2 separate regions of the Muntiacus reevesi genome follow, and region 2 is linked to region 1. The links are chromatin contacts, called in public Hi-C maps. All regions are on one chromosome and are shown on one strand. The core of a region is the stretch at or near the end of the contact, and the rest is flanking DNA. Distances in the headings are between cores, read along the strand shown.

The links. A called contact is a pair of places that touch in the nucleus more often than the background predicts.
Region 2: a Hi-C map of blood shows a contact between it and region 1, with 2.3 times the contacts expected there. The contact joins the promoter of PPM1K here to the promoter of PIGY in region 1. A contact is called at or near these places in 2 of 3 Hi-C or Micro-C datasets (blood and muscle).

The regions. Positions count from the first base shown.
Region 1 is chr16:34,573,025-34,576,125 of mMunRee1.1, forward strand. It overlaps PIGY (phosphatidylinositol glycan anchor biosynthesis class Y), which reads left to right and starts at 1,689. Exons shown (of 1, transcript XM_065907565.1): 1 at 1,689-2,475. The coding sequence starts at 1,689. The coding sequence ends at 1,904. It overlaps PYURF (PIGY upstream open reading frame), which reads left to right. Exons shown (of 2, transcript XM_065907564.1): 2 at 1,455-1,596. The coding sequence ends at 1,596.
Region 2 is chr16:34,761,851-34,764,951 of mMunRee1.1, forward strand. PPM1K (protein phosphatase, Mg2+/Mn2+ dependent 1K) reads left to right here and starts at 1,664. Exons shown (of 8, transcript XR_010659393.1): 1 at 1,664-1,853.

The DNA of each region.
Region 1 (3,101 bases), core at 439-2,938:
TTGAGGAGTCTTTTAGGTCACTCTGGGTATTCCTTGCTGCCATTTTTTGGACCTGGGCCCGCCAGCTCCCAAATCTTCCCTCTGCGGGGGGAAGGGAGACGGGAGACCGGAGGGGAACCGAGGCCTCCGGAGCCAAACCGCCGACTCGCAGGCTTGGGTCGAGGCGCATATAGGTTAGTCACGGGCTGCGCATTAGAATCGCCAGTTGCTACTGCTGTGTTCAGTCGTGTCCGACTCTGCGACCCTTTGGACTGTAGCCCACCACGCTCCTCTGCCTACGGAATTTTCTAGTCAAGAAGAGTGCAGTGGGTTACCATTTCCTCCTCCAGGCCATGTTCCCCACCGAGGGCTCGAACCCGGGTGTCCTGTCTCGCCTACGTTGCTGGCAAATTTCCAGGCAGCACCCAGGGCGGAGTGAATCCGAAGGCCTGGAGGCGGGGTCTGAGCCATTATGTATTTTCTTAAGAGGACCGCAAGTGTTTCTCACGTAGAGCCAAGTTTATGAACTATTGGAAACCCAAAGCATTCAGATTTTTAAGCCAAGATGATGAAAAATGTAGTAGCTTCCAGATTCTTGGGGAAATGCCGTATACGATCTTAAGCATGTAAACTACGTGTGCTGCCCTTTGGCTTTTAGTTCTCAACTAGCTGGTTTTTGGGGGGTTTTTTTTTAGACCTTCTTAACCTTTAACCCAGCCTTGAGGATTAACAGCCCTAGTGTCTCAGGCTACTAAAACTGAACATTCACAACACTAGTAAACACCGAAATGTTATCAGTAGCAGTCTTTGGGTGGTAGATTGCTAGTAATCTTTATTTTCATCTTTTTCATTTCTTTTTCTGAATATTTTTCATAATGAACATATTGCTCATTCAGTTTTCTTAAACCTTGAAATTACCACTTGATCTGCTTTTTGGCTAATTGTGTAAATAGCACACTTGCAGACCTAACATTCAGAAGTTTCCTCATTTTTGCCTTCTCTTTCTCAGACTTGTGTATTTTGATTTTTCAGTGGTTTCCCTTTTAATGGGTCAATAAGGCTGCTCTATTAAGCATGTATTCTAAAACGAAGAAGTTGAAATTTCCTCTAGTGTCTGTTCCAGTAGTAAATTAATGGGGCTTGTTTGGGGTTGAAAAGAATAATGAAGGGATATTTGGATGAAAAGGGCAAGATCTTTTCTGACTGGTATTTTAGAAGATTAAGGCATAGCTTGAGGATAAAGTGAAAAAAGAAAATGAGAGAAACTGACTAAAATGGGAACAATTAAGAGACTTATTTTTCTAAGAGAAATAGTTCGATTGGCTATTACTGCTTTTAAAATGAAAAGCAGTCTAATTCTGCTTTTCTTGGATTAACTCCATGTAGAATTAGATAAATGTTACTGTTTACTGAACATCAAGCTCTTCCAAGCATTTTGTTTTCCATGATTCATTTTGGTTTTTTTTCCCCCTCAGATATGAAGCATCGACAAATGAATTGATTAATGAAGAGTTAGGCATAGCCTATCCAATTATTGATGGGATTCCTAATATGATACCACAGGCAGCTAGGATGACACATCAAAATAAGAAGCAAGAAGAAGTGGAGCAGCACTAGATCATATTTAAAACAACACACACAACTAAACATTCTAAATACCACCTACCTTGTAAAAAGTCAGAGTGGCGGGTAATAAGTGGAGGAGAAGGATGTTTCTGTCTCTCCCTACGTTGACTGTCCTGATCCCGCTGGTGTCTTTAGCAGGACTGTTTTACTCAGCCTCTGTGGAAGAGGACTTCCCTCAGGGCTGCACTAGCACCACCAGTCTGTGCTTTTACAGTCTGCTCTTGCCGATCACCATACCTGTTTACGTGTTCTTCCACCTTTGGACTTGGATGGGTATTAAACTCTTCAGGCATAATTAACGCAGAAAGAGCCAAGATGGTATATCCTAATGATATGCTTGAGTGCCTGTCTCTGAAAGCACGTCTACATGGAAATACTGGAAACCGGCTTAATTTGTAGGAAAGATGCTTTGCCTAGGTTTCTGTCAGGGGTCTAGGTCTATGGAAGGCTTAAGCTGCAGAGGCATCTTTACTGTACTTTGGTTCTGCCCTTGTTTTTTGAAGGTTCTCATTTATTCCTGGGGTATCAGAAGGAACATTTCAGCAAAGTGTCTTGTTGGAAATTAACAGCCCCAACCATCATTTGATGGCTTACCCATTCATAATTAAAAGTTACTATTTTGAAATTTTATGTTTAGATTCAAAGTCTTTGGTAATGTCACATGTTAATGATGACTAATTCCAAAGGAGCTATGGTGGAGTAACTATAGAGAAATGCATTTGAACTAATGTGATATAAAACTATAATAAAATGGAAACTTCATGGACTTGCCAAAATTCTGAGTTTTTAAAATCACCATCATTTCTTTGGCATCAAATGCTTACATTAATTTTAATAAAATAATAAAAAGAAATTGACACTTGCCATAAAGCAATTTGCAGTTTTGTGTTTTCTCCCCCTCCTTTGGTCACAAGAGTGTGATTCTAAGAAAGGGGAAATGTAAAATATTCTGAATTTCAAACTGTAGGCTATGTTTAGAGAGACACTTAACTACCCAAAGTAGAAAAATTACCCAGGAAAGTATGTGCTTCTGGGAGTAGAGGTGGGGTTGAAAGGCTTGAAAATAGCTGATTGTGTCCCAGAGTTTAGTGTTATGCCTCACATTTCAGTTCATTTTCCTGCCATGGACCTATTTAGCAATACTAAGAGCATGAGCATTTGACATATTAATAGTTCCTGACTTTCCAGAACTTTCAACAAGACTGATTAGTAACTGTTTCAGAGGTGCAACGTGTTTCAGTAGTTACCCCAAAGAAACCTAAGAACTGAATATAACTAATTGATTCTTAATAGAATCTTAAAGCAGTTTAACAGAAACTTTAGATAGTGATTCTTCTCCTTCAAAAGAAAATTAAAATTAGATGTGTTTTCCATTGCATAAGTTCAATGTATATACTCTAGTACAAGTCTTGTTTTAAAAATTACTCTCATGGCAATATACAAATAACACAGAAGACTGAATGAGGGACCCATCGCTTCTGGAAATGGTATTACTC
Region 2 (3,101 bases), core at 414-2,913, 190 kb after region 1:
AATATGACTGTGGTTTACAGTCTATTACAGTAAAAAGATATAGCAAATAATAATAATTTATCTTTAAAATCTTCAGTCTCTCAGCTTTTCTTTACCTCCAGTGGAATCACCAGTTTAAACCAGGTCATCTCCTGCCTTGAAGCTCCTCTGATTTAGTCTCCTAACCAGTCTCCCAATACCCTATTCTGCTTGTTCTCTGCACATTAACCAAAGCGATTTACAGTCTAAACCAGATTCTTTTGCTACTTTGCCTAAAATGCCTCAATAGGGTCTCATTAAATTTAAAATGTAAAGAAAATTCCAAGTCTTGGTTACATCAGCAGGCCTCTGTCTACCTTCTCTCCTTTTGTCATGCTGCTCTCGCTCTCCCTCTAAACTAGAGCCACACTGGCCTTCTTTCTGTTCTCCCAAAATGTCAAGCTGTCCCACCTCAGGACGTTTGCTCTGCGTCTTGTCTGCCCAGAACAGTCATCTCTTTCCAAGTTCCATGGCTGACTGACCTCACTCTTCCATTAAATGTAATAAAGTTCTTACATAACAACCCTCCCTATCTAACTTCAACCTCCAATTATTCTCTATACCCACATCTTGTCTATTTCATTCCTTGTCGTGATTTGTTATTATTTTATTGGCTTGTTTACCTGTTCGTCTTCTCCCTCTTCCTCCTCAATTAGACTGGCAGCTTTATGAAGGCGACTATCATATCTATTTGCTTTAAGATTATATCCCAGTGCCAGGTATTCAAAAGGTCCTCCCTAAACAAATATCAATGCTTATGCTTGTCAAATGAAAGAACCAACATTCTCAATGAGCATTTCCTGGCAGTTCAGTGGTTAGGACTCTCGCTCCACTACAGGGGACAGGGGTTCCATCCCTGGTCAGGGAACCAAGATCTCACAGCCTGTGGGCCACAGCCAAAAAAAAAGGTAAAAAAAAACAAACAAAAAACAAAAACAAAAACAAAATTCCCAAGGGATCACAAGATGCCTGCTCAGTCAGGAAGAAAGGTGTACTGTGAATGTTTCAAAGAATAGCAGTGAAACCTGATGCCTTCCAATACCTTTGCCCTGCAAAGTGCTAAATGCTGGCATTTCGTTCTCATTCCTAGAGGTCACAACTACCGAGCCATTGCCCCAAGCGACACAACACCACCTCTCCTCAATCCTATGTGGTGGAGGTGGTTTAGTCGCTAAGTCGTGTCCGACTCTTGCGATTCCATGGACAGAAGAGCCTGGTAGGCTACAGTCCACGGGATACTCCAGGCAAGAATACTGGCGTGGATTGCCATTTCCTTCTCCAGGGGATCTTCCCAACCCAGGAATGGAACCCGAGTCTCCTGCATCGTAGGCAGATTCTTTACCAACTGAGCTACAAGGGAAACCTATGGCGAGGTACCAAGATTTCTCGTCCACCGCCGAGGCGTTCCCTCGTTGGTTTGCGCCCCATGGCCTTCAGGAGGGCGGACATCCCCCAAAAGCCACGACTGGCCCAAGTCGACGTCGCTCTGCTGCGAGCTGCTAAAGTCAGTCAAGTCAAACTGATCTCGCGGGGAGCACGGTTCCTGTCGGAACCTGTGATTGGCTGCGACTAAGGGCCGGGCCGCGGGCGCGCCTCCTCGTGAAGCGTGGGTTGGTTGGAGCTGCCGTCAGTCAGCGGGAACGGACTTCCCCTCTCTATCTGGCCCACTGCGGGCGAAAAATTCTCAAGAATTTCCAGCAGATTGAGCCAGTGGCTGTTCTAACTGCTTCCTCAGAGATTGAAAACATCGGAGAAGGCAGTCTTATTTACAGAAAACCCCTCTCCCGCCCTCCATTAGCTAATTGAACATTTTCCAGGGATATTGCCATCACGAGGTAAGAGCTTGGAGAGTGCATTTCATTTATCTGTTAACCGTTTATAATATTATTTACAGGAGAGGGCACGTCCCATTGCTCCCCACCCGCGGAATGGAGAGTAAACGGGTTCCCCAGGGAGAGGAGGGGAAATGTCGGTTTAATTTCTCCAGCCTCTTCAGTGCATGCCCAGCGGTCAGTGTCTGGGTTCGCTGTGCGCAGCTTTCTTCCGTTTCGAGGTCTGGAGCAGCTTGTCGGGGCGGGGCCCACCTCGGCTGAGCCACCCGCTGCTGGCATTTTCTGCGGAGATTTTACGTTCTGCCTAAACTCGGCCGGAAGGCTGGAGGCTCCTGCCCGCGAGTGTGCTCGACCGGGATGGCAGGAGGGAATGGAACTTGGAAGGAACGATCGCTGGCGTGCTGCAAGTCCATAGGGTCGCAAAGAGTCAGACACGACTGAGCGACTGAACTGAACTGATGGACGAGAGGAAGGGGTTCGCAGCCCGCGCTTCCCTTCAGCGAAGCCTCGAGTCGCCCACCCTCAACCTGCGGGCGGGAGGATGCTGCGAGTGTCAGCGCCTCCTAGCCGCTGCAGCGGCGGTCGGGCTGAGGGAGACGTGGCGACACCCGGAATCTGTACGCAGCGAGGGTGGTTGAGAGGCGGAGACACGGCGGCGGAAAGTGCTGGAGGGAACCCAGCCATCTGCACTGCCCGCGGACTGCGCCGGCGGGAGGGTGTGCTTCTTGCCGTGTTTCGCCCTGGTCATTCATCAGTCACGGCCAGTCAGCCAACTGGCTGGACCCGAACTGTCCAAGGGTGAGCTTTTCGGGGGATCGGAGCAGAGAACGATGCAGAGCCCTGGTTGCTGTCGATCTGAGGACGTGGGTTTTGCTTTGCCAAAAGAGCACTGTAATCTCAAGGCCTTCTGGCGCTTGATGTCTTTTTTAGCAGCCGCTGTCTGTAGATTTCACGGGAGGTGACAAAGACGAGACTCCGGGTGGCAATAGACAGGGAACTTGGGTCTCTAAAGCTCCGCTTGCCTTTCCGAGCTTCAGACTGGAAATGTGCAGCAAGGCCCCTTCAGTCTTTTGCACCCTCTTCGCCTGTATGGAGGAAAGAATGAGGTTGTGGGCGGTTTCAGAATGAGTAACTAAGGTGACAGATTATAATGGTCTTGAAAGATAACAGTGGTGTCTTAGCCTAGGAGAAAAAACACTCCACTGTATAATAAAATATATCAGTTATAATTTTTCAAGATTTTTTTTTTCT